3 separate regions of the Mus musculus genome follow, and all the other regions are linked to region 2. A link is a contact called in public Hi-C and HiChIP or PLAC-seq data. All regions are on one chromosome and are shown on one strand. Each heading gives the region's core, a stretch centred on a gene start, on an enhancer-like site or on the middle of the called end of the contact. The rest is flanking DNA. Distances are from core to core; before and after follow the strand shown.

Region 1 (2,700 bases), core at 86-2,585, 67 kb after region 2:
CATGCTGTGCTGTTTGTTACACTGTTACCTTGCATGCTTTGCTGTTTGTTACAGTTACCTTGCATGCTGTGCTGTTACACTGTTGCCTTGCATGCTGTGCTGTTACACTGTTGCCTTGCATGCTGTGCTGTTACACTGTTACCTTGCATGCTGTGCTGTTACACTGTTACCTTGCATGCTGTGCTGTTACACTGTTGCCTTGCATGCTGTGCTGTTACACTGTTGCCTTGCATGCTGTGCTGTTACACTGTTACCTTGCATGCTGTGCTGTTACACTGTTACCTTGCATGCTGTGCTGTTACACCGTTACCTTGCATGCTGTGCTGTTACATTGTTGCCTTGCATGCTGTGCTGTTACACTGTTGCCTTGCATGCTGTGCTGTTACACTGTTGCCTTGCATGCTGTGCTGTTACACCGTTACCTTGCATGCTGTGCTGTTACACCGTTACCTTGCATGCTGTGCTGTTACACTGTTACCTTGCATGCTGTGCTGTTACACTGTTGCCTTGCATGCTGTGCTGTTACACTGTTACCTTGCATGCTGTGCTGTTACACCGTTACCTTGCATGCTGTGCTGTTACATTGTTGCCTTGCATGCTGTGCTGTTACACTGTTGCCTTGCATGCTGTGCTGTTACACTGTTGCCTTGCATGCTGTGCTGTTACGCTCTTACAATGAAGAACAAACATTCTTCTAAATAAGTTTAAAACTGCTCTTCCCAGCTCTTGAAAGTGGATCTGGAGACCCCTCAATAGTGTGAAAGAGAATTTAGGGGATCCCCAAGAAGGACTGAAGAAAGAAGAGCACATAACAGGGGTGTCCAAGGCCCTCCATTACTAGCCATGCTCATTGTACCCACACGCTATATCAGAAAGCTTATTACATTTCTTGGGTGAAGCCTTTGTTTTCCAGTAAAAGAGAAAGAACAAAGAAAAAACACACAGGCACCTTGGCCTGATGTTCTGGTCTTGGACAGGGAACATCCCCTCCTAGACTTGGTTTTCTACTCAGTAGGGTGAAGGTTGAGTATCTGATAGACAGTCATGCTCTGCACTCTGAGGGTCCACAGACTCCGTGTTGTGAGAGAGCTTGGCCCTAGATGGGGAATCATAGAAGTTCAGCAAGCTGAAGGACAGGACAAAGTAGCCATGATTTAGGCCACTGCCAGATGTCAGGTCACCTACCTGCTGGACAGGGCATGGAGCAGGGTCCAGCCTGCGTGCTGGTGTTCTGAAGAGATAAGGGTCAACATTATCACTGTGTCTAGAAGGCTAGATGAATCAGAACAGAGCCCAAAGTCCACCTGCCTTCCTTCTGAGTTTCACTTTTGAGCAGAAGGTAAATGTGCTGCTCTGACTGGAGCCTCATTTTAGACTGACCCTCGGGGACTCAACTCTGCCTACAGATTGACACCATTCAAATCTTCCTTCACGCAAACTGGTGACGCTTCCACTTTCCTTGCCTGCTCCATCACCAGTCACTATGCTCTCCTGTCCTTAGACACCTGCTATGTGAATGAAGGACACACTTGTGACTGGGTGAGACCAACAGCCTCCATTTCACCCTAAAGGAAAGAGCAACAGGTGAGTGGCTTGGAGAGTCTCTCATGAAGGATGGACATGGGAGTGGGGGTGGGGTGGGGAGGAGTCAACTAAGATGAGGAAGTAGGTAGAGTCAGCATCCTGTCAGGAAATGGCTCTTACTTCCTGTTGATCTCCACTGCACATTTTTTAGAGAGTAGTGTTTTGAGACAGACTCCCACTCTATAGCCAATGCCGGCTTCCAACAAATGGCAATCCTCCTGCCTCAGCCTTCTGGGTGCTGAGATTATAGTGAGCTACCACAACAAGCTGAGTTTTTCCTCTTTTTAACATCATTGTCTCTTTAGCTCAGGACTGATTTTTCTTTCCAATCAAAAAACTTCCTTCAGCTCAGGTTGGCCTCAAACCAGACATTGTCTTGCCTCATCCTCTTCAGTATCTGCCTCCTGGTGTATGGAATTTCAATCTCAGGATTCACGAGAGGTAGAGGAAGGACTTCAAGGTCATCCTTGGCTGTGTTGCAAGTTAGAAGCCAACTGGACTAAGTGAGACCTGAGGGGGAGCCTAAGGGATAACGTACAGTGTAACTCCATCGTGAGAGTTCAAATGTGAGTGAGTGAGTCAGCTGTGATCAACAACTGAAAAGAACGGGGCCAGGCCATGATCTGATGATGACAGGTTTGGTGCTAGTTGTCTATTAAGATAGCATAGCCATCAGAAGTCCTAGTTTGCTTGCTATTGCTGTGATAAATATCAAGACCAAAAGCAACCTAGGAAAGAAAGGGTTAATTTCATCTTACAGCTGGCAGACCACTATGAAGGGAAATCAAGGCAGGAACCCAAGCAGTAACCTGGAGGCAGACACTGAGGCAGAGACCATGGAGCAACACTGCTTGCCCTCTGTGACTTGCTCAGCTTGTTTTTTTACATCATGCAAGCCCACCTGCCCAGGGGTGGCACTGCCCGCAGTGGGCTGGGTCCTTTCCCATCAATCGTTAATTAAGAAAAATTCCCCCACAGATTTGCTCATAGGCCAATCTGATGGAGGCAGTTCCTCAGTTAGGATCCCTTTTCTCAGATGACTCTAGCTTCTGTCGAGTTAACAAAACAAAACAAACAAAAACCAATGCAGAAACTGCAAGGCATGGTGGGTAATCA
Region 2 (2,700 bases), core at 80-2,579:
CATGTAGCCCTTCAGTTATATGTTCCTCAGAACTGTGCCCACTGTGCCCGCTCACACCAGATTAAGGTGCCCTAGTGTGACACTGAAGAAATTGGGGACAAAGAAGCCACCACCCCCACCCACCCTCCATGAGGGATAGGTGAGACTTCCATCTCCTGCCAAAGCTGGAAAGAGAGCAGCCACTCTTTGCAAGGACGCTCAACCCCTTTCACTTCCTGTTTCAGACATTTGACTTTTCAACTGCTATTTTACACAAGCTCCTATTCACGCCTGTAAAACAGCGTGGAGTTAAGGAGAGATATGACAGAGGACATGGAATGTCGGCAGAGTGTGGAGGGAGGTGGGCAGCTCAGGAGGAAGGCCACAGGCTCCTGTAGCTTGTGCTTGCCTGGGTTGTTACAGAACTTCATGGGGTATAAATGGCCTATAGAACAGGCAGCTCACATTCCTTACTTTGTTACAAAAATGTTCAATGGTATCTATAATGGAAAGAAAGAGGAAGATGGCATTTAAAGCATTTACTAATGAATGGATACATTCTTGAGACATGATCTCACTAGGGGATCAGGCTATCCTTGAACTCACAATCCTCCTGCTTGGGCACCTTAGCACCGTAGTTACTGCCAAGCACTGCCAGGCCCACCCAGCGTTGCCTTCACTATTTTTAAAGCACATCTACATATTTATTTGACTTGTCACTTGTGAGTTGACACGTGAGGAAATCCAAAACCACTAAGATCGTCGGGTAAAATAGTGACCTCCTTCTCTCACTTCCCACCAGGGCCAGCTCCTAGCTTGAAAAAGGTGTGTGGAAACCACCACACAAGGGAAGCATTTGCTGTATATTTGTGAACATGATTCACGGAAAGGTTTTCCTCAGAGTACACTACAGGTACAAAGGCTTCAGAAACTCACAGAAATTTTAGAGTCATAGTAATTATGGAAATTAGATTTTCAGTAATGAAAATCATTTATTCGTGGGAAACACTCCCAATTCCCAATTTCTTCCTTCCCTCACTGGGCCCACTAGTAGAATCATGGTTTGGTGGATTGTGAGCTGACCAACCAGAGCCTCCTGAAGAATGGATCACACAGTTGTTAGACCTCTTCATATTGAGAATTTGTATCTCCCTCTTCTGTGGGTTTCCCATTGCCCGGCTCCAGGCATCCCTCAGCTGCACAACTCACCCTCAATGTCGTCTTCACCTCCACAGAGGCTGAGCATGGTGGTCAGGGCGAGGACCCCCAGAATCAGAGCTCTGCTGCGCGGCATCCTGGTCTCTGGGAGGTCTCTGAAGCTGCTCTCCTGAGTCTTCAAGAGATTGTGAGGATCCAGCCAAGGAGATCACACACCCAAACCAAACTCGCCAGAACCAATCAGAAAATTCTCTTGTGATGACGTCAAAGTTGCCAGCTGCAGACTTTGTATTAGGAGGCCTGGAAGAGGCTAGGGGAACTCCCTGAACCTGCTGCAGGCTCTACTCAGAGTAGACCCGAGAGAGTGCCTGGGAAGAAGTGGGTTCTAAGTCAGACTCTTTCTCTTGTGCTTATGTGCACAGATGGCAAGAGAGGAGGGGATTTCTGAACATGGACAGGCGAACTCACCCACAATAATATTGTTCTTCATAACTGTCTGGGCTGCACTGTTCAGAAAGCCTCCCCCCCCCGAATTTATTTCTTTCCTGGTGCCCCTCCAACTTCGACACCCAGTTACTTTCTCTTGCTTGCATGCATCATGAGTTAGCTGGTTTTTCTTTATTTCTTCCCATAGTGTGTGCAGAGTACTCCAAATTGTGAGATGATCCACCTACCCAAGGTGTCCCCACAGACTGTGGTCAGTCAATGGCTTTGCTCTTTCTGCTTGTGTAAACCCGGTTGGTGAGGTTCTTTGCTCTGGGCAGTAGCCCTGGTGTTACCAGATGGAACACAGAGCTGTGAGGACCTATCTGGCACCTAGAGGAGTGCACAGTGCTTTATCCAGATTTCACCTCTCCTTTTGAGCAATCTTTGTATTCTAAAGGAAATTTAGGGACACTGAACACACACAAGAAAGTTATGGGTAGCTCAGTTATTCTTAAAATATTTTTTAATTTTTATATTTAGTGTCAGGTAGAAAGGATTTTTTTCTAACTTAGAAAAGTATCTTTCTTTCACAAACTACTGGATTTTCCAAATTTGCTGCCCCCTTATGTGACATTTCAGAAAAGTGTGGGAGTCTGAGGCTTAAGTCTCAGCAACCATTGTGGGTTCTCTTGCTTATAGAAGACTGAGTTTTCTGCATTCTGTGGAGAACACAAGCTCCTGGACATTTGAGACCAGCTCTTCTGTCCTCCTGAGATGAGTGTGCAAGCCCTTGCACTTCAAAGGGGACCACAGAGGGGTGGGACAGGACACCCCAGCATCTGCCTGGACACAATGAAGTAGATGCTGGGTGCAGCTTTTGCCTCCTTCTAGGCAAACATATTAAGGTAATCACGGAGTTTCTCTACGTGCACCCATTTGTTAGTGGAATAAGGGAAAATTCCCTTTAGATAGTAGTAGTGACCAGTTTTGAGTGTTTAGGTTATAGTGCCCTGCTATTCAGCCAAATACCCAGGTATCTGTGGAGGTATTTTGTGGATGTGATTAAATCTGTAACCAGATGATGTTAAGTAAGAGAGATGATCCTGGACAATCAGGCTGAGTTGTCCACAGCTGGGA
Region 3 (2,700 bases), core at 151-2,650, 120 kb after region 2:
GTCAACTTACTGGTGTTATATCTGTTAGCACAACAGTCTGAGGTCAGATCAGAATTGCCCTGGAAGCTCAGAGAGGGAACTTCTCTCAGCCCTGAAGATTAATATCATACATGGGGAAGAGTTTAAGTTCTTTCCCCATCTAGATCTCCTGTCAACTGCACCATGGCAAAAGAGCTGGCCCCTTTAAAGATCAAGCTAACTCTGGGCAGATTAAAGTACTAGGGGTTGAACCTAAGACCACATGCATGCTGAGCAAGTGACTTCCACTGAGCTACAGGCCCAGATCTCTTTTTACTTTTACAGGACTCACTGTTTGGCAGATAACTTTGAACTTGTGATACTCCCATCTTACCCTCTGAAGTAGCTAAAATCACAGACTTGTGATCTACAAGGTCCCCGTAGGAAATTTTTTTCCTTCAAATTCATTTCAATATTCCACTAACTTACTATTATGCAGTTGCATGTGGTGTGGACAGAATAAGAACTGATCAATCTGAGGCTGGGGAGATGGCTCCGTTGAGAAAGGGCTTACAACACAAGCATGATGCCCTCAGCTTGATCTTCAGAACCACTATAAAAAGCTAGACTCATGACACCCAAATATAATCCCAGCACTGGAGAGGCTGAGGCAGGTGGATCCCTGAGGCCTGCTGGCCAGGCACACCAGCCTAACCAGCAAGCCCTATGTCACAGTGAGAGAGCCTGTCTCAAATAAGGTACATGGCTTCTGAGGAATGACATCCTAATTGACATCTGGCTGTGACACGCACACACATATACATGTGCACACTGTCACACACTTTTGCATTCTCTCTCTCTCTCTCTCACACACACACACACACACCACATGCACACACACACACTCACACACACACACACCACATGCACATAATAGAAATCAACCTGACCAGTAGACATATTTACAATCCATTCTGTAAATCCTGTGACTGGAATGTTTCTTATTTTATTAAAACTAAGCAGTAGAGCCTTTTGGTATTCAATTCACTGATAACCTATCCCAGCTGATGAATATGTTCCTAACTAATAGCACAAAATAAGTAGCATTTCCTTACAGTAACAATGTTTTATAGAAGTAAAATCAACTTAAATGTGTAACCAGCAATCCACGGAGTGTGTACGGATGGAGGTGCGCTCCTCGAGTTGTACTGACATTCCAAATATCATATCCTTGTAAGCCCGTACAGCACCAATATTGAGGAGCTAATCTCAGATAGAGATCTCAGACACCAGAAGTAACTAAGTCATGTTCTGACAACCATAGAAAGAAATAGTCATTAAACCCAAAGGCAGTTTTGTGCCCGTTAGCAGCTATGTGCCTACATGAAGCTGGCAGCATGCGTGCCCCACCTACACACGCTCACTGTCTGATGGGAGGTGAGTGCCCCCTGGTGGATACCTGTGGATAACACATCAATTTTCATTTTAGAGCGAAGCTGTGTGGCAGAGGCCAACTCCGAGCACTGATAAAGCCACAGGCTTCCAGAGGGAGTGGGAGATGGGGGCAGATTATCCTTGAAGGGCTAATGTTGGGCTAACTGCTGCCTTCTCAAAGAAGCCAGAGCAGAACTCCCCTTCTCTTCAGAGAGAGGAAGACATCATTTGTCACCATCAGGTTTCAATGCAGAAAACTGAGAAGGAGGTGTTCACCCAGAAGGAAGGGGCTCAGGTGGCACATATAGGGTAAAGAGCAGTATGTTGAATGTGTGGGACCTCTTAAATATGTCAGCCTATAACAATAACAATACTGTCCCGTGGAATTTTAGTGTTGCCTGACCCAGGAAGATAGGGACACGTGATTGGCATGCAAATCAAATGCTCACAGATGATAAAGAACTTTCTTGTAAAACAATTATTTGAAATATATATATATATATATATATGTGTGTGTGTGTGTGTGTGTGTGTATATATTTTTTTTATTGCCATATATTAAGAAGGATGCAGGGTGGAGAGATGGCTAAGAGCACTTGCTGATCTTGCAGAGGACCTGAGGTTGGCTAGCAATAGCTCACAACACCTATAACTCCAACTCCAGGAAGATTACTTCTGACTTGCATGGGTACCTGCACTCATGCACACATACCAACATGCAGACTTCGCCACTGGCACACACTCATATACATAATTTAAAATAAAATATGCTTTAAATAAATAACTGAAAGTGAAAGCCATTTTGCAGGCTAATGAGATATGTATTTGTCCAATACAACACAATCCAAAGATGCTCTGATTTGGCCCCACCTGGCAGGAGAGCTGCTCTGGGAAATACTAAGTCTTTAACTTAAATCTGCCAGTCACAGCACCTTGTTCCATAGAAGAGGAAAACTGTCAATACATCGAAAGCACTACAGGCACAGCAAAGGATAGCTTCTGGCTTGAGCTGAGGTGTGTCAGGTAGCACTGGCAGGTGTGGCATGACGTGAGGGTACATGTACAGCAAAGCACAGCATATCTTCATGTTGTATGTGGCTCTAGTAGTCCCATGTGCTGCTGTTTGACCAGGGAGCAACTGGTCTCTGAAGGCTCAGTGGTCATGGGGCTCTCTGGGCCTTGAAGGCTTGGTTCCAAGATGATGCCTAGAACCTGGATGCTTTTTGGTGGAATCTTGGACCCTCTGGGGATTTTTGTGGTGTGTGTTTTCTTGTTTTCAGGCAGCAGGGATTGAATATAGGGTCTTCCA

Evidence for each region. Hi-C and Micro-C count contacts between places; a contact is called where the count stands out from the background. HiChIP or PLAC-seq counts read pairs in DNA pulled down with a chosen protein or histone mark.
Region 1: a contact with region 2 is called in an H3K4me3 HiChIP or PLAC-seq map of the 230-238 cell line, with 2.6 times the contacts expected there. The contact joins the promoter of Btnl2 here to the promoter of H2-Aa in region 2. A contact is called at or near these places in 14 of 39 promoter capture datasets (the C10 cell line, the HPC-7 cell line, HPC-7-derived erythroid cells and 10 more), 1 of 15 datasets of contacts at CTCF or cohesin (CD8 T cells), 17 of 484 Hi-C or Micro-C datasets (B cells, CD4 T cells, bone marrow-derived macrophages and 11 more), 10 of 115 datasets of contacts at active chromatin or transcription factors (the 230-238 cell line, CD8 T cells, the HPC-7 cell line and 7 more) and 5 of 9 other capture datasets (adipose tissue, embryonic stem cells, liver and 2 more).
Region 3: a contact with region 2 is called in a Hi-C map of bone marrow-derived macrophages, with 31 read pairs. The contact joins the enhancer-like site here to the promoter of H2-Aa in region 2. A contact is called at or near these places in 5 of 39 promoter capture datasets (the HPC-7 cell line, cranial neural crest and embryonic stem cells), 3 of 484 Hi-C or Micro-C datasets (B cells, the HPC-7 cell line and bone marrow-derived macrophages), 1 of 115 datasets of contacts at active chromatin or transcription factors (CD8 T cells) and 3 of 9 other capture datasets (adipose tissue, liver and pancreatic islet).

What each region holds. Positions count from the first base shown.
Region 1 is chr17:34,353,487-34,356,186 of GRCm38.p6, forward strand. Btnl2 (butyrophilin-like 2) reads left to right here and starts at 1,336. Exons shown (of 9, transcript NM_079835.2): 1 at 1,336-1,584.
Region 2 is chr17:34,286,494-34,289,193 of GRCm38.p6, forward strand. It overlaps H2-Aa (histocompatibility 2, class II antigen A, alpha), which reads right to left and starts at 1,330. Exons shown (of 5, transcript NM_010378.3): 1 at 1,189-1,330. The coding sequence starts at 1,273.
Region 3 is chr17:34,409,936-34,412,635 of GRCm38.p6, forward strand. All of the region lies in intron 1 of BC051142 (cDNA sequence BC051142), which reads left to right. Among named protein-coding and RNA genes, the nearest start is that of BC051142, 12 kb to the left of the region's middle. Within about 2 kb of position 1,401, at least 1 of the 459 cell types and tissues checked has an H3K27ac peak or open chromatin away from gene starts, as enhancers often do. A contact at or near this core is called in bone marrow-derived macrophages, where this site is marked.